Regions from separate parts of the Gossypium hirsutum genome. Here region 1 is linked to region 2. A link is a contact called in public Hi-C data. All regions are on one chromosome and are shown on one strand. The core of a region is the stretch at or near the end of the contact, and the rest is flanking DNA. Distances in the headings are between cores, read along the strand shown. Region 1 has its middle 13 kb from the start of LOC121204429. Region 2 has its middle 9.1 kb from the start of LOC121203811.

Evidence for each region. Hi-C and Micro-C count contacts between places; a contact is called where the count stands out from the background.
Region 1: a Hi-C map of leaf shows a contact between it and region 2, with 2.1 times the contacts expected there. The contact joins two enhancer-like sites. A contact is called at or near these places in 4 of 34 Hi-C or Micro-C datasets (hypocotyl, leaf and petal).

What each region holds. Positions count from the first base shown.
Region 1 is chrA07:28,977,646-28,980,345 of Gossypium_hirsutum_v2.1, forward strand. No RefSeq gene overlaps it. Among protein-coding and RNA genes, the nearest start is that of LOC121204429, 13 kb to the left of the region's middle. Within about 2 kb of position 1,421, at least 5 of the 9 cell types and tissues checked have an H3K27ac peak or open chromatin away from gene starts, as enhancers often do.
Region 2 is chrA07:28,791,463-28,794,162 of Gossypium_hirsutum_v2.1, forward strand. No RefSeq gene overlaps it. Among protein-coding and RNA genes, the nearest start is that of LOC121203811, 9.1 kb to the left of the region's middle. Within about 2 kb of position 1,334, at least 6 of the 9 cell types and tissues checked have an H3K27ac peak or open chromatin away from gene starts, as enhancers often do.

The DNA of each region.
Region 1 (2,700 bases), core at 171-2,670, 190 kb after region 2:
CAGCTGTTTACTATAGTTTATTGTAATAACATCAAAAACATCCACTTCCGCTGTTATTTATATTCAAACTCTGTTTCTTAGCATATTATTAGCTAGTTTTAGTAAACAACCATGTTACTAAAAGAAACAAGTAAGAAAAGTTAGAAAACTAAATCCTAAGAAAAGGTAAATTTGTTTCGGACTTAGTGCTGTAAATAGTGGAAGGAAGTAACTAGATGGTTTTACAGTGAATTAGGCTCTTTAATCTTTTAACATGTTTTGGCTTTCTAATTCTTCAGCATGTGGATGTGCTCCACTTGGATCTTCCACTTTATATGTGTTGGGCCAAACCTCCGTCAAAACCGTATATTCTTTTCCTTGCTTTTGATGGTTTATGACAATCAAAAATTGGCAACGAATCAAAAGCTGAAAACACATCTTAATTAGGGATTTAATTAACACTATGAATATTTAAGCAGTTGTAACTTATTCATCCATCACCAACATATCGTATACATAATACAATAACGATCCACTAAATCTAATTAAGGTTAAAACCCTAAACTCATACAATCACTTTTATCATGTGAATTATATACTCTCTTTTTTAATATCAATTCCGAATATGATTGACCCAAATAATTGGATTATCGATTAGTCCAAAATTTGCGGTATCATACTGTATGTTATTTCTAATAGAACTAGATAAGAAAAAGAGATTTCATATGTCCTAGATTTTGTTTTGGCATAGATAAATGAGGTTGACACGTAAAGGAGAAGTCCAGTTTTAGAACTAGTTTTTAGTTTTGACAATTCAGAAATTTGTTTGCTTTATTTGTGTGAGCTTAAATGCTGCGGCCATTCCTGCCTGCCCTAGTTATTGACTTGGGAATTTGCTTGCCAATTTTTTCATTCTAGCAATCAGTGTCCCAAACATCACTTAGCCCCACTATGCTGTACCATTCTTTTCGGCATCAATCAATTTTAAATTAGACTAACTGTTTTTATATATATATTCATATTGATAGGTAATATATATAATATAAGTAATATGATGTTGATCGGGTCTTAAGAATTTTTAGATTTTAAGTTTAAATCTTGGTTAACAAATCCATCATGACATAATTCAAGGCAAAATGAAAAATGATCATTCCCTGAATTGGACGCTTGCCCTAATTATTTGTTTATATATATTTCATTCATGGTAGTACGATTTATTTAACGTTATTAGTGAAATATGAAAGAAAAGCAAGCAGGAAATGAAAATGGGGAGAAGGGGTGGGTTTAGATTGAGGCACATGATGGGAAAGGAAAGGAAGAAAGGCAATCTAAGGGAGGGGATATGGATGAAAGGAAACTGCAAAAGCACAGGAAAGTACTGCTCCTTTTAACTCTCTTTTACTTTGCGACTCTTACAGGCAGCAGTTGCCAGCTGCCTAAAAAAAAGATGCCAAACAGTACAATGCGCATTCATCCATCGCCCTTAAGACATGAACAGCCCCATCGCTTCTCTTTCACCTAACCCAACCCTCGCTTACTCACTTACATATATATGCGCCATGTAATTATATATAATTATACACAAACAGGTCGTATGTAACGGTTACCGAGAATTTACGAGGAAAATCTCATGAGTTAACATCAAAGCTGGTAATCAGAGGAGAAAGGGAAGGATGGTTAAGCTTCTCTCTCTCATCTCACTGCTAATTAGTCAGCCCTTTTTAAAGCTAAAGCAGAAGCAGAAGCAGAAGCAGCAGCAGCCTAGCTATTTCAAAACCCTACAATGGGGGGACCTCTCTCATTCTCTTTCATCATTTATTCAGATGAAAGGTCCTCATGCATGATGCTCCACCATTTTTTTTCTTTTTTTCTAATATACTATTTTCTTTTCTTTGCAGCCAATAAATTAAATGTTAATCAGTGTAGTAGTAGTACTACTCTTTATTATTATTATTATTATTATTATTATTATTATTATTATTATTATTATTATTACAGTCTGGTAAATTTGTATTTAGAGATGCAACTGTGGAGCTAACAGTGACGAGAGAGGGTGAGGACCACACTCCGCCTAGGGTACCCCTCCCCTCTGCCATCTTCATCCTCCCCCCCCCCCAAACCACATTCTCACACAATTTCACTATGATCCAGTTGGCGGTTATCTTATTTCATATTTCTTTTGCTGGCTTTTTGTCCCCTTCCTTCTCCCTCTTTTATTTCATTGTAGAGAGACAAGACATGATAAGTTATGTATTGTATTGTTTCTTTTAATGTTTCAATAATCTGTTTATATATATATATATTACTTATTTTTACTATATCATGTTCATATATCATTGTGTGGCATCTAGACCATCATTTTCTTGTCGCTTCTTTTAGTTCAAGAACTCAACAGCACTCGCCCTAGGTAGCTGAGATATTTTATTTTGTATTTTTAATAATTCCACTCAAAAAGAAAAAGCCGGGGTTAACTAGCTATCTTCATTTAGTACCCATTAACATAGTTTCTATTGAGTATATCATGTTCGTACATGATTGCTCCATGCTGTTGGGTTGGCTTATGATGTTTGGTGAGATACCCGTCTTTAGATTTTCATTAGTCCCTATTTCCCCCAATTAAAATTTTATCCACAAAACCAGGTATCATATGTTATCATATATGTTTGTTAAGCAGCCGCATAGAAAAGCACCAAAATCGATGGGTCTCCATCAACTAGTGTT
Region 2 (2,700 bases), core at 84-2,583:
AAGTTGAAATTAATCATAAATTCTTTCTAATTTAATTTAATTTAATTTTTGGTCAATCACATCACCATTTATCTTTGTGATGCAATCTACAACTCTGTTGACTTCCCTCTAAATATGTTTGAACTTACCTTCCACAATTTCAAACACGACCCAAGAAGTTTCAATAGTTGTAACAACCTTAGATTTTGACTTTGTAAATATTTGGATATCCAATTATAGTTGTTTTTGAAAAATAATAACAAAATCAAAATTTTGCTTAAAAATAAAATTGACGATTTTTTTTAGAAAAAATTGTTTTGGGGCTGGGGCTTAAAGTTGATAGATTGTTTACAATTTTAAAGCCTAAATTCAATTTTAAAGCAGAAATCACTTTAAAAAAAATGAACTAATTCTTTTTAAAAAATAGTTTTAAATTGTTTTTAAGCCTAAATTCAATATTGAAATGGCAGTCCAGTTTGGGGCTTAAATCAATTTACATCCCATTTTCTTATTTAAGCCCTTTTTTAAAAAAAAGTTAAGACCACTTCGTTTAAGTCCAATTCACAATTTTGATCCAAGTCCATTTCAGATTTCAGAGCTTAAAGGCCATATCATTTTCATGATGCAGAATTAGGGTAGAAACCCTTGTAGCTTGGCAGCCAGTGTGAACTGTGAACACATGAAAGGAAGATCACATTTTTCAGCCATTTCATCTTTAACAGAATCAGTTAAAACAACAAACGAATTGCCAAAGATTTCTACAGAAAAAACAAATCGAAGCCAGATTAATCCACTAATAAAATTCATCATTAAGAGTTCATAACAATTAGAGGAACAACATTTATTCATGAAAAGAAAAAAAAAATAGAAAGAAGTCAGTGGTCAGTCAGCAGCATAATATAGTCAACAGTCAGTGAGTCAAAAACAAAGAGAAAAATCGAAAAAAAAGCACATACCCTTTTCATCTTTTTTGGAAAGTAAACCTTTCATTTTTCTAGATCTTTTTTTTTTTTTTTTTTTTGGTTTCATGCACGACTAAAAGGAAAGGAGGTAGCTTCACCACACCGACGGCCCTCAGCCGCCACGTAGAGCACATCCCCTAGTTTCAAAAACACACTAAAAAAAGAGAAGGTTTTTTTCTTTAAAAAAAACAGAAGCTTTTCTTAGTTTCCTAATTTTGTGGGATGAAAACGACATCATCAATTTGAAATCCAAACGTGATAACCAAAGAATTCAAGATCTGGTTTCCAGATCTGGAAAGATAAAAAAGAATAGAAAAAGTAATAACTTCTATTTTAGCTTTCAAAGTACTAAAAAAGGACAAAAACAAAAAAGAGAGTTTTTCCTACCACTGCGTACGGTGTTCTGCTACCGGAAATCAAAGACCTTTGGGATCTCCGGCGCCAGAACCGTCCAAGAAAATTTGAGAAGGGCAAAGGAAGAAATAGAGAAAATAAAAAGAAATAAAGACAATGGTTTTTTTTTTTTTCAATGAAAGAAAGAAATAGTTAAGTCAGATTTTTAGGTTATATAGTGGGGGGATTGAGAAAATCGCAACTCAATCCCTCCGTGTTTTCATGTTTACTTTTTCGGGTTTCCTCCTTTTGAAATAACAACAATAGTCCTTATGATTTCCAATTCAATTCGATTTTCAAAATCTTGGCTAGGAAAATAAAGCCTTTATTTTTTTTAATTTTAATTTTAATGTAGTGTTTTTTCTTTTATGGTTTGAAATTAAAATTTCAATTTCTCAAGAGGAATAAATTTTTATAGTTTCATAAAATTGAACCTTTTATTATTTTTCTTATTAAAATTTAGTAATTTTCTTTTTTTATCATGCATTTTTTGTTGAATAACTGTGTTAGTTGGTACATTTTAGCATAAATATTCCTAAGGTTATATTTCGATTATTTGGTGATTCTTGTCATTTTACTATTTAGGAGTTATTTTGGTAATGTGTTGATAAATTTAAGTCTAGAGTTCAAATCTTTTATTTATTTATATTTGATTTGTTAAGATATAAAATTAGATGTTTTAGATTTAATTTAAGTTTAATAAATTCCCAACTTAGCAGTTTCAATCTATTTTTGGCTTTCAATAATACGATGTTCATTGCTTTTCTTGAGCCTCGATTTGGTTAAAGAGTGAATTTTAATTCACAAATTGAACACAACAAAAACTTTTTAACTTTTTAATGGGAAATATCTATAGGCAACAAATCTAACTTAAATTCTCACAAAAATAAATTTGATTTGGAAAATAATAAATCTTACTATTTTCTGACAAAGTAACTAAATTCAATGATGTGTTTATTTAATTTAGCTCATAGTCCTTATTTAAAAGAAAATTTTACAAGAATTTTACTTAAACAAGAAAAGGCAAAATAATAATTTTTAATAGAAAACACAAATTTCCCCTAAAAGTCTATATACGTGGGCGACACATCTTCTCTAGGATAACCTAGGATGGGCCCAGTTTTGGGCTTTTCTAGTATTAAGTATAATTATATTGTTATTCAATATTTGAATTAATTCATAGTTTGTCTAACTCAATAGCTACTTTTCTATTACAAATAATTTTACTTAATTCTCTCAATTAAATTATTTTTTAACCTAATTTTAATTCGGTTAAAATCGTAATAACTTTACCATACTAGAATCGATGATTAAATAAATTTAATTGTCTCATTTTTAAAAACTGTGATGACTACTTAATTTAGTT